4 separate regions of the Sus scrofa genome follow, and regions 1, 3 and 4 are each linked to region 2. The links are chromatin contacts, called in public HiChIP or PLAC-seq maps. All regions are on one chromosome and are shown on one strand. Each heading gives the region's core, a stretch centred on a gene start, on an enhancer-like site or on the middle of the called end of the contact. The rest is flanking DNA. Distances are from core to core; before and after follow the strand shown.

Region 1 (3,016 bases), core at 166-2,665, 340 kb before region 2:
AGGCAGGAAATGAGGTGGCCGTGATATTGGGGTGGGGATGCAGGGGAGGGGCATTCAGTAACAAAATCAGAGAAAATAGGAAGACTAGCTGGAAAACCATCCCAGGAATACTGCCCTGAGGAAACCAGGGCTGGAGAAGAGTGGTGGAAGAGCATGAGGACATGACTGTATATTTTGACCTTGTAAATGATATAACAGTGCCTTCTGTCTAGTTACTGTTGGCAAAACCCACAGTCTAAAAAGTCATGCCAAAGTACATTTTTAATGTATTGAATGCAGTTTATTTTATTATCCTATTTATGACCTGTTAAATCCAAGGTGTGGTCATGAAATATCACAGCCCAAAAAGATGGCCCTCAGAGATTTTGTGGAATCTCCTTTTGCATTAAAGCCACAAAGGGAGAAATCTCTGCACAATCTGAAATTCTTCCTGATTTACTCTATATAAACTATATTTTGATCTTTCCTCCTGAGAAAGACTTAATCACCAAGTCTGTGGTGGGGTTATACAGATGTTTGCCTACTAATGTGCCCTACGTAGGAGTGCCAAAAATACCTTCCTAACTGGATATTCTAAGAAAAAATACTTTTAAGGATGGAAAGTATTATATTATTCTCTTGATACCTGTAATTAAATTTTTTTGTTTGTTTTTTAGGGCCGTACCCGTGGCATATGGAGGTTCCTAGGCTAGGGGTCCAATCTGATATGCAGCCATCGGCCCACACCAAAGCCACAGCAACGTGGGATCTGCAACCTCCACCACAGCTAGCGACAACGCTGGATCCTTAACCCACTGAATGAGGCCTGGGATCGAACCCACATCCTCATGGATACTAGTCAGGTTCGTTAACCACTGAGACACGATGGGAACTCCCCTATAATTAAATTTAATGGAAATGTTGTAAACTCTTTCTTCTATTCAGTTGCATTATGATATGCATTTTTGTATATGTATCATATGTATCCACAGTTATGAATTGTTGATTTTTCTTTACTTGTCCCATCAATAATTGGCATGTCTATATTTTTAGTAATTTTTAGTGGGATCTGTTGTATACTGGCAATCTAAAATGAAAGAGTCCTATCCACTTTTTCTCCCTGCCCTCCCCCATGCCTCCTTTTTTCTGCACTTCTTGCCATCATCTTTTTTTAGCACTATTTTTGCCCTCCACACTCATGGCATATGGAAATTTCCAGGCCAGGGATCGAATCCGAGCCGTAGCTGCCACCTACACCACAGCTGTGCCAATGCCAGATCCTTAACCCACTGTGCCACAGTGGGAACTTCACCATTACTCTTCTCAGCAGTTGTTCTTTTTGCCAAAATGAAGTCGGGAGCTAGTAGTGTGCAGACACATCAGTTATAGTGTTGTGTTAGTGATCTCTGCTGTTCTATTTTCCTGAACTTCAGATGGAGTCGTCACTCTCATCAGTACACATCAGTTGCTTCTCGTTGAAGTACCTGAGTCTTTGAACATCTGTTGTTATTGACGTCATTATTGGACTCAGAAGAGATCCACTTGAAGTTTTTTCTCTCATACCACTGGGATTTTCTAAAACTTGTGTTATTTCCTGTGGCCCAGAGATTGTTTCATTTTCCTGCAAGAGGAGGAAAAAAGGGATCTAAGTGCTTCCTGTGATTGCATAAAGTTTATTTTAGGAACTAAAATCTGTGCTTTTTTTTTTTTTTTTCTATTATATCCTATTTTCCTTGCTGAAGACTTTATAGGGGATATTGGGTGATGTTTGTTCCTTTGCACCAAGGAAATGTTTCTTTTACTGACTAGAAAGTTTTAAAATAAATATTCCGTGACCCTAGTTCAACTGTTTTGTAGAAGGAAAATAAATTGCTCTGAGTTGATCTTTAAGAAGCATTCAGATTATTGTTTGAAACAGTTAACATTATTTAGTCTCCTTCTGCACTAATGTTTATAAACAGTATGCATAAAATCATTAAACAAAAATATCAAATACTTTTATTAGTTTATGTCTTTCTAAGGTAAGGAGAGAAAGTTTTTACTGTCTTGAATTAGAAATTATTTTCTGTTGAATTGGGGAGATTTCTTATCCTTTCTAGGGAGGAATTTTTATATAAAGTTTCTTCTATTTATCTAAAGCTTCCCATTAGCTACATTTTACAATGACTACCAAAAACAAAGATTTCTAGTAACCACTTCCTGTTAGTAAAGAATAGGAAATAGGAGGTATTTAGTCAAGTTGGCTTTTTATAAAATGAAATATTGTAAGGTTAGGAAAATACGAAAGGATAAAAAAGTAGGCCAGAAGCTATGTAATCCACTTTTATTTCTGAATGATGGCTTTATTACCATGCTTTTAATTTAATTTTATTTTTTATTTTATTTTTAGGGCCACATCCAGGGCATATGGAAGTTCCCAGGCTAGGGGTCGAATTGGAGCTACAGCTGCTGGTCTACACTACAGCCACAGCAACGCAGAATCTGAGCCGTGTCTGGGATCTACACCACAGCTCACAGCAATGCCGGATCCTTAACCCGCTGAGCGAGGCCAGGGATCGAACCTGCAACCTCATGGTTCCTAGTCGGATTCATTTCTGCTACACCACGATGGGAACTCCTACCGTGCTTTTTAGAATGCTTTAGCATCCTGAGCTTTTAACAAGTGTGCTTGCGACTTGCTTGTACATTTTCTGAGGGCGTATTTTCCCAAATGCAGAATAGGTGCTGCCACTTCAGTTTTGGTTTCACCTCACAACTCTGTTAATAAAAATCCTTCTTGCAAGCAATTTTCCTTGACAGTTCATAGCAACCCTAACATGTTATTATTGTAAGCGATAAATGAAGTATCAATTCCCATGTAAATAAGAACATTAGTCACCATTTCCAACACTGATTTGAGGAAGGGGGAGAGGATAGATTTCCTCATGATATGAGAGACCAAATGGAATAATTTCCTTTTGTGTGGTTAATTTATCTGTGTATCTCACCAACATGGATTACTCTCCCTGTATTTTTTCATATATTGGTAAGCCTAAGG
Region 2 (2,955 bases), core at 19-2,518:
GGTATGTGAGGGCTGAAATTAGGTTAAGGGACACTAACTTAGAAGTTTTCTCAACACTCTGTTAAGTATGGTATATTTATCCTTGTCTTTAGAGCTTTATGTGGAAACGTCGAGCTAGTTATTGCAAAAATCCTGGGACTAGAAATTCCTTGCATTTCATCTGAAAGTTTGATGCACTTGTAGTTGGGATTGTGTCCTTTTTTAGGGATGGAACAAAAGGAAACTATTCTGTGTAGGACTTGCCCTAAAGTGGCACCTCTGTCTGGCTGAGTCCCTCTTGAACCACTTTGGAATTCAAGTTTCTAGCTTGGCTGGGTTGCTTTTGGAGCCAAAGAGCGCTCTAGGCATTAGCATTAGTGAGTGGTTGCTCATTAGCATTAGTGCGGAGTGCCCAAATCAGTGCAACAAAGGGTGTGAAACCCTAGCCAGAGCGGGTGGGGGCGGGGGAGGGGGAGCGGGATTGTTTCATCTTGGATTAATACCAGAGTTATTTCCCTTGGTGCAGATCCATTCTTCGCTGTGTGGGAATGTTTAATGTTCATACTGTTAGGTGAGAGTCTCATTCAGAGAACTTTAAAAAGATACACATTTTTTTCCCTCAATTTATCCTAAAATACCCACAAACCCAACCAAAAAAATTCTTTGTATGATGACTTGTTAAGAAATTTGAAAAGCTCTGCTGCATGAGAGAGCTTTTCCTGCAGTGCAGGTCCACCAGTTATTCAAGCAAAGAGTTAACTGAGGCCAGGGAGGCTTTTCTGGCAGCCTGCAAGCTTTGTGCAATAGCCAGGCTGGGGGCTGAGAGAGGCTGATATTCATTTGTTTGTGTATGAAGCTTTCATTCCCAAAGTCTAAGACATCACATACCAGGAAAGATGATTGTGAAAAGCAGGGAAAAACTCAAGTGTTTCCTGGCTGTTCTGGTTGCCTTTGATACATTTAATTCTGCCTGACAGTGTTTGCTGTGTGGTTGTCTAAACAGTACTTTCTTCTCCAGTGGTGAGTGAGAATTAGTTATTCACATCCAGTAGTCATCATAAATACTGTTGCGTGAACCTGTGTACCTAAATGAATCTTAGAGTAAAACCTTTAGTTTGGAGACCTTCCGCCCTCCCATTTTATTGTACCATGTGAACTGTATGGCTTGATGAGGTGTAATGGGCTTTGATTCTGAGAAACTATGTTGCGGGGTTGTGCAGAGAGGCCCAGCTAGAAACGTCTCCCAAGACCCAGAGAGCTCTGTCACTTCCTTTTCCTCCACTGCACCAAATTCCTTAGGTCTGGATATAGCAACAGCACCCCCTAGTGAGCAAGAAGGTTAGGATGGGCTTCTGGTTAACTCAATACGGTGAGGTCCTTTGGCTTTGCTGAGTGAGGTGTGGGAAGCAAGATGCTGGGCCTTAATTGGGCAGTACAGCTGAGTCTGAATACGCAAAAGCAGCATGCCATCTCAGTTTTGACAGCTGAGAAAGGAAGATAGAGGTGGCAGGAAGATAGGATTGTAGATGATTTTACAAAGATGTGAAAGCTCAGGAGAGCCACAGGAGGGAAACCAGAGGTCACTGGGGAAGGGAGATGTTCCTGTGAACAATTTGCTTTACTTTCAGAGAATTCAAAGCTTGGCCATGTGCATGGAGAGGGGGATGGATAGGGCCTGCAAATGGGCAAAAGCTTTTTTTAGAAAACTGAAATTCCAAACACGCCAGGAAGCAGATTAAAGGCTACTAAAATATAAACGACTGATAAGTCTTATCTGACAACAGAGTTTTGATTAAAGGAACTAGACTTAAGTGTAACAGGGAACAAAATTGGGTTAGAGATGGACTATAGAGGGAATGGAAGAGAGATACATCCTTCCTTCCTTTTGTTCATCTAGCAAGTGTTTATTGTTGAGCTGCTATTCAGTGACAGCTTCTGTTCTACGTACTGGGTGTGAAATAACACTAGGTATAAATAGAGTCCCTGCCCTCATGGAGCTTGTATTCTTTACAGTTGCCAAGAGGGACCATAGCTCAGTCCTCCATATTTTTAAAGTGTGGTTTGTTTACAGGAAGAATATGATTTGAGGACATGGAAAGTACCCACTGCTCAAAATTGTGTTTGCTCCAACTGGTCTTTCCTGAAATTTCCAAACCAACACCCCTGGTTCAACAAAGATCTGTTTTCTGAGAGGAGTAATAATGAAGTCAGATACTTTGGCCCCACACTTACTGTCTGGTGAAATGAACAACCTGATAAGACCTGGAGGAATGGGGATAACTCTGGCACCGGCAAGTTGTGACCTGAGGTAAAGCCAGGGTTTCCTCATCAGCGGAAGCAGCTATATTAGTTCCTCTGTCAGATCCTTTCTAGCTCTACCGTTCTGTTTTGCATGGCAAATAGCATTCAGGAAAGAACAGGGCACGGAGCATCCCCAGGAACCTGGATACTTGTTTGGGGAGGAGGGCAGAACCAGATTAGACTCTGAAAACAAAGGAGGAGAGCCTGGAGAAGGAGCATGATTTGGCAGTCAAGTCTGGGCTATTTAAAAAATGTTTCTAGAGCATATATTCCTGGGTCCAATTTCTAAAGAAGGCAGGGTGGTAGAACAGATACGATTGTTGCAGACTTTTTTTGGACGCTCAATTACCGGTACTTTTGAGAGTTCAAAGGAGTTTTGAAAATTACCTACAAAACTCATGGTACAAACTCATGGTTGTAGATCCTATCCCTGAGCTGCAGCTTGTTGCTATAAAGAGCTTTGTGGTAAGGATTTTCTGGTTGTGTCGAGTGTTTCTCTTTAACTCTCCTGTTCAGGATGGAAATGGAGTACCACAGCCAATATTCTTTGAATCCTGGAGAGCAAGTGACCTACTTAGTTACTATTGTGCCTGAAATATTCAATTAGAATTTATTTTAGGAAATACTTTTTCAGCTTGAAACATGATTTTGCTTTTGTGAAAACACTCTTCAGTA
Region 3 (3,123 bases), core at 297-2,796, 260 kb before region 2:
CCAGATCATTTTCTGTTGTCCCCTTCTGGGAAAACAGGAAAAGACAGATTCCTTCTCTGATCAGCTTCCTTGGAACTCAGAGGGGACCCTTTCACTTGTGAAACAAGTCCATCCTTCTGTGTCCTCATGTCACCCCCAACACAGGGACAGAAGCAGTTTTTTCCATCAAATTATCCATCAGCATTTTCCACATAGGCAAGGGATCTTGGGGTACAAGCAGCTTATAGCTGAGACGTGTCTTCTGGGCAGACTCAATTATTCACGGCGCCTGGTGCAGAATTAATGCTGGTTCACTCCTCCTCCAGTAAACCGGCTGCTCTTTTGGACTCAGGCCTTGGGGTAACAGACTTTGCCAGATGACCTGACAACTTAGCCCCTTGGGGCTCTCGGAAAATAGGACCTTTTTTCTGTCTGAGTCTCAGATCCAGCCCCAGGGCATTCCTTGAGTTAGGCTGTGATTGTTCTGCAGGCACCCAATAACCTACATAGAAGGCTTGAGCCAGACCACAGATCTCAGCCGTCTGTCAGGGCTCCTCCCAGGCCCCTTCTCATCTTCCTTAAATGACCTCACACTCTTTCACCGCCCTGTCCTTCCTACACTCCAGCTCAGCCATGACTAATGGCTTATATTACGTCCATCAACACCAGCCACCCAGGAATGACCGCATGAAACACAGTGTTGACAAGGATTCTGAATTTAAGCTTCAGCTTGGTAGGAAAGAATAGCCTAGACTTGATTAGCCCTGTCTTTCTTGGGCACGGAGTGGGGTAAGGGTGTCAACACATGTGTGAGGTAGTTGCTGGCTCTGACTTTTTAAGAATTTTAAGAGCTTATTTCTCTGTCCTCACATCAAGGTTTTTTTTTTGTTTGTTTGTTTGTTTGTTTTTTAATCTTTATTCAGTTCACATATTTTCCTCTTGGATGTGCAGTGCCATTTTTTCCCCAATAAGGATAACATATTTAAAAGGAAACATTTACATTCGATCATAACTGCCCTCCTCAATACAGTGATTTTTGAGAAAGTGTACTCCTTTTGCCATTGAAGTCTGTGAAAAATCTTCCTACCAGAATTTCCCTCCTCATTCTTTGAGAAATTAGAAAAAAAGTGGGACAATATATTCCTTGGAGACAGGTACTAGAAATTTATTCACTCACTATTAAGTCTTTACTGAGTGGTTACTATGTGCCAGAACTTCTAGACACATTATGGTTAATTATGTGCCAGAATTTCTAGGCACATTTTCACTTTTGTCATCTGAAAAACACTTCATTTTTGTTATTCCCAAAATGAAAATGACATAGACTCTCTTTGCAAGAAGCTCACATTCTGACCTAGAAAAGCCATATGTTAACAGCTGAATATAAACATCACAAAGTCTTCCCACTTCTTGTAAAGGAAGCCGCCATGATGTTCCTGGAACGGGAGGACTGTGTCCACCGACTTTCATTCTCTCAAGAGGCTGAGTTGTTGAAGGAAGAGCTGACCTCCTCCATATTGTTATCTGACAGTGAGTCTCAGTTCCCAGTTCAAAGTTCCCGTGGTGTCTTTAAAATGCTCTCAGGCAGAAACTGCTGAACCAGGCTAATAAATCTGACTGAGGTAGCAACAAGCTATTTGGCAACAGTCCTCAGAACCACCCTGTTTAGCCTCCACAGATTCCTGTGTTCAGTAGTTGGCTGCCCGTCCTGGCTCCTGAATCAGCTCTGCCCTGGCCTGGAGATCTTCAGGCTCTGCCCCCTACTCCCAGTGCAACCTCATACCCCAGGGCTTCAGACCGCAGGCTTCACCCTAAAACAGCACCTGGTGCCTCCTTATGTAAAGTGCCATGGCTGACATCACTGCCCATCTTCAGTGTTGCCTTTTCAGACCAAGCCTGACTTCCCATCCCTGACCTGGCATTCCCCACATTCCATTTTTGCAAAGAGTCATCACACCAGACTGGGTCACCCATGTAGCCACTGGAGCGTGGGGGAAATGCCTGAATCAGTTTGGCGCTGTCCGGGTATTTCACATTTGCTTTCATTGTGATTCTGGGCTGAATTTCAGTGCTCATCAACATGTTTGGCAATACAGAGGCTCAGCCTTGGCCTGGAGAAGGCTGAAGCCATCTGTTCTTGTAAGTGATAGAAAGGATGCGACTGGATTAGCTAGAACCAGGATAACACAGGGAATGCTTTCTGACGACGTGACCCTGGTGGACATTTTGCTTTGTGTGTTTATACAGAGATGCATAGAACTGTGGAACACAATGGTCAGAAAACTCTGGTCAGAGACTGAGAGTGAATGAGTGGTTGCTGGGGCTGAGGAGTAGAGGATGGGGAATGGTGGCTGTGAGTACAGAGTTTGGAGAGAAGGTGATGAAAATGTTCTCAAGTTAGATCGTGGTCATAATTGCACAACCCTGTAAATATACTAAACCCCACTGCTCTATATACTTTAAAAGGGTGAATTCCATGGTTTCTGAAGTATATCTCAATAAAGCTTTTATTTAAAAAAGAAACCTATGATCATAGCAAAAAACAACCACCACCACCAGCCTGGTATACATTTAACAAACACTTGTTCAGCATCTACTCTATGCATTAGGCCTTGTCTGAAGTATGAGAGGCATTCAGAAACGAGACAAACAAGGAATTTGTAGCTCCAAGCAACCCATAGATGCAATGGAAACTCCTCCTTGCCCACGTCTAGGGCTTGCCTGGATATTGTCAGCCTAGAGCCAGGTGTAGATACCTATCCAGCCACAGTGGTCACCTTTGGACTTTCTACCAGAAAAAGACTGCCTGTCTTGACAACCCTGAAGCCCTTTCATCTCCAGGGAGTGTTTCACTGATGAGCCAGCTTATCTCACTCCTTTGTTAGTAATCACAGGAACAGAACAGTTTGTAATGAATCTTTATCTTTCCCTCTGCTTGTGGGAGTCATCCAGGCCTTTCTTCAGGGCTCTATCATCAGAGCCCAGAGATAATGCAAGAATGAGAATGCTAATCCAAGTTGTCCTCCCCAGTGGGTGCACCCCCCGCAAAGTGAAATTGCCTGGCACTTTCAAGTCCTTGGTAGGCCATCACACCCAACTTTCATCCTCACCTTGAGAGGCTAAATCCATGGAGCAGCGGTCATG
Region 4 (3,329 bases), core at 63-2,562, 270 kb after region 2:
TCCTGCGTCAGTTTGGTTTCTGCAGAAATGTCTGGGTCTTAAGGCTTTATCAATGATGATGTAGCACCACCGTGCGGCTACTGCTAGTCACTGCATCTGGATTTTAGCTTCTGAAATGTATAATTCAGGTGCAGTTTTTTGTTTGGAGTTTTAGACATTAAGATGAAAATAGTTCTTTGCTATTTTCTTGGCATGAAAAAGCTATGATTAAATTACATTTTGTTGGCGTTCCCGTTGTGGTTCAGTGTTAACGAACCCAACTAGTATCCATGAGGATTGAGGGTTCAATCCCTGGCCTCGCTCAGTGGGTTAAGGATCTGGCATTGCTGCAGGGCAGCATAGGTTACAGATACAGCTTGGATAGGTGTTAGATGTGGCTGTGTTGTAGGCTGGCAGCTGCAGCTTCGATTCAACCCCTAGCCCGGGAACTTCCACATGCACAAGTGTGGCTGTAAAGAGAAAAACAAACAATAACAACAAACAAACTCTTGGCATTAATTACCACTTACAACATGTCAGGCAAGATGCTAATACGTTTATTTATATAACATATCATAGCATTTAATTCGCAAGGAAAAATCCCTCTTTGATGAAGACACTTGTTATATCCCCATTTTACCAATGAGGACAGAGATACATAGAGAAGTCAGTAATTTACTTAAGGGTATGAAACTTAAAGGCAGGAGCTCTGGGCTCAATTCACAGCCCTCCACTTTTAAATTATGAAAAACTGAATAAGTCGCAAAAATTTACTGTTTAAATCTCCTAGTCTTTAAAATGGGATATTAATTATATTTGTCACACCACTGCACAGATTATTATAATCACAAAGAGCAAAAGGTCATTATAAACTCCAAAGGCTACATAAATACTAGTTTTATCATTATTGTGACATTTCCTATGAATTCAGGAAATTAGCATCAACAATAGTAGAACTAGAATAAGCATCTTAATTCTGCACCTCTGTAGCATTGTGACCTTGGAAAGAGACGTAACTTCCCAAGCCTCAGTTTCGAAAAATAAACATTCGGAAATAATTGAATTGGGTGACCTCTAAGATACCTCTCAGTTCTGAAATTTTATGAGACAAAGAGGCAAAACTAAGGGATGCAGCTACTTCTCCATAAAAGATTCACTGGAATATATCCCTTCAACATGGAATTTCTTTCTGTTCCATGGAATTCTGGGTGAATTCCCCTTAGAAGACCCTAATGGTAAGCGAGTGTGAGGCTGTGACGTTCATGAGCCTGGCGCTCTGAACCTCTTCATGCCTCATTCCCAGCACTGAAAGATGAGAAGGGCCAGACATCCTAGAGGAATTTGGGGCCTGGCCAGAGTGTGTAAGATGCCAAGAGACCTGGGACAATGGTGACAGTAAACAAGTGAGTAACCCAGTAAGAATTAACTATGGATTAACCTGAATTTATAGCAAATAAGGTCAGCTAAATGAAGGAAACTGGAAACATTCATTTTGGCAGGTTGGCTGTTGTGATGTCTTAAAGTTAACTGTCAGCACTGCTGTTTGTGCTCTGTTCAGACAGCATGAGGGCAAATCGCTCCGAGAGTGTGGAACGTGTCAGGGTCACTCATGATGTCAGATCATGTCTTCAGCCACCTTCGCAACCCCCACCTGAAGTGGTTAATGCCACCCATATAAAGATGATTGGCCTGAGATTTGCATGGTGAATAAGCAACTTTACCCGAGAAAGGTGCTGCCTGTCAGCTCAGGCCCAGGAGCTTTCCATTTTTCAGACTGATGGGGTTCTGTGCATTTGTCACCTAGGTTGCCTTGCCCGTTTCCTCTCTTGCAAAAATAGGGTTAAAAGTAGAGGTCTTTTTGACGATTAAATGTGTTAAAATGTGTAAAGAGCTCAGAATAGTACCTGGAATGTGCTAAGCATTCGGTAAATGTTATCTCCTATGATCGTTATTGTTGTTATTACTACTCTGGGAGGGGAGGGGTCCGGCCTTAGCAGCTCTTTGCATGTAGATGGCTTTGGCCTTTAGGGATCAAATGCCATCACCCGGTTTTCTCCTCTTATCTTCAGCCTTCTTGGTCATTATGAAGCTTCAGCCTCCTACCCAACCCCACCCACAATGGTTAAGGCCACCACTCCTCCTTCCTAGGACCGGTGGCAGTCTCCCTAGATTCCTGCACCCCTCTTCTCTGTGAGACCCTGGGCCTTCTGCCTTGATGGATGAATCTTACGCCGTATTACAGATAATTCTCCTCTAATTGGCCCAATAATTTTAGTTAATGCACTTCTCTGACACCTTAGGAAGTTTATGCAGGGAAATTTATGCTATGAATGTGTGTTCAGATAAATACAAACAACCTTCTAGTTTATAATATTGTCACACAGCAACCTTATAAATATTACATATTTATTTATAATTTGTATTTATACATATTTATAATATTTATTTATAATTATGTACTTATAAATAATAATTCCCGCAGCACTCTTTAACCAGAGGGAAGGTCATTACACTGTATTATGGGAGGAAAACCCACAGGTTTAGAACTATCCCTCAGACCCCTGGCTGCTAAAGATGGAAAAAGTGAGAAAATGTGTTGGTAGCACTAGGTTGGGGTGATTGGCTGGGAGAAGAGTGTTAAGCTGGATCTTGTAGGATAGCTCTGGGGAGAGTGGGTAGGAAACATTGGGAAGATGTGAGGAAGTCACCAAAGACCAGCACCCTGTCTAACTGCGAGAGAACAGGTAAGTCATCCAAACATCTCTGACTTTGAGGAGGCTCTCGATGCAAAAACCACAGGTGTTTTAATGGTCAGAAAGGCATGAGGAATTGTCAAACTCAGCAACCTCATTTTACAACTAGAACGTGCTTCTGCTGAGAGGGCTTCTTCCTATTAGCACATCTGTGTCTCCTGGTTACACCAGATCTGCAAGCTTGTCACAAAGGGGCAGCAAGGACTTATTTTTTTTCCCCCCCGATCAACCTGAAAATGTTCCTCGTGCCCCTCAGATGTTGACTCCTAATCTTTGTATTCCTGAGGGACTTTGAGGCAGATTGCCCTTCTCTGAATTTGGTCTGTTTCACAGTTGATTTGGGGATACAGCTGGTATCAGGAACCACTGAGACAGACTCAATGAAGGACTGGGGTGAATAAAATTGAGTGCCTTGCACTGTGGGGCCTCAACCTGTAAAAGACACAGTGGCTCTGCCCCTATACACTGTTGCTAGGTCTCATCCACGCCTGTGGTCTCCAGTACTAGCTGTGTGCTGCTTTCTCTATCCAGCTCCGCATCTCAGAAACCAAACTCTAATAGCAGGCTTATCACATGCCTACAACTTACTTCTTCCTT

Evidence for each region. HiChIP or PLAC-seq counts read pairs in DNA pulled down with a chosen protein or histone mark.
Region 1: an H3K27ac HiChIP or PLAC-seq map of skeletal muscle shows a contact between it and region 2, with 4 times the contacts expected there. The contact joins two enhancer-like sites. A contact is called at or near these places in 1 of 47 Hi-C or Micro-C datasets (epiblast stem cells) and 1 of 2 datasets of contacts at active chromatin or transcription factors (skeletal muscle).
Region 3: a contact with region 2 is called in an H3K27ac HiChIP or PLAC-seq map of skeletal muscle, with 4 times the contacts expected there. The contact joins two enhancer-like sites. A contact is called at or near these places in 4 of 47 Hi-C or Micro-C datasets (adipocytes, brain, embryonic fibroblasts and 1 more) and 1 of 2 datasets of contacts at active chromatin or transcription factors (skeletal muscle).
Region 4: a contact with region 2 is called in an H3K27ac HiChIP or PLAC-seq map of skeletal muscle, with 7 times the contacts expected there. The contact joins two enhancer-like sites. A contact is called at or near these places in 13 of 47 Hi-C or Micro-C datasets (adipocytes, alveolar macrophages, embryonic fibroblasts and 8 more) and 1 of 2 datasets of contacts at active chromatin or transcription factors (skeletal muscle).

Annotation. Positions count from the first base shown.
Region 1 is chr7:67,771,485-67,774,500 of Sscrofa11.1, reverse strand. No RefSeq gene overlaps it. Among named protein-coding and RNA genes, the nearest start is that of ARHGAP5, 140 kb to the right of the region's middle. Within about 2 kb of position 1,415, at least 2 of the 83 cell types and tissues checked have an H3K27ac peak or open chromatin away from gene starts, as enhancers often do. A contact at or near this core is called in skeletal muscle, where this site is marked.
Region 2 is chr7:67,429,009-67,431,963 of Sscrofa11.1, reverse strand. All of the region lies in intron 1 of AKAP6 (A-kinase anchor protein 6), which reads left to right. Among named protein-coding and RNA genes, the nearest start is that of AKAP6, 32 kb to the left of the region's middle. Within about 2 kb of position 1,268, at least 33 of the 83 cell types and tissues checked have an H3K27ac peak or open chromatin away from gene starts, as enhancers often do. A contact at or near this core is called in fetal skeletal muscle and skeletal muscle, where this site is marked.
Region 3 is chr7:67,691,759-67,694,881 of Sscrofa11.1, reverse strand. No RefSeq gene overlaps it. Among named protein-coding and RNA genes, the nearest start is that of ARHGAP5, 62 kb to the right of the region's middle. Within about 2 kb of position 1,546, at least 38 of the 83 cell types and tissues checked have an H3K27ac peak or open chromatin away from gene starts, as enhancers often do. A contact at or near this core is called in skeletal muscle, where this site is marked.
Region 4 is chr7:67,157,139-67,160,467 of Sscrofa11.1, reverse strand. The region is part of intron 6 of AKAP6 (A-kinase anchor protein 6); the gene reads left to right. Among named protein-coding and RNA genes, the nearest start is that of AKAP6, 300 kb to the left of the region's middle. Within about 2 kb of position 1,312, at least 10 of the 83 cell types and tissues checked have an H3K27ac peak or open chromatin away from gene starts, as enhancers often do. A contact at or near this core is called in fetal skeletal muscle and skeletal muscle, where this site is marked.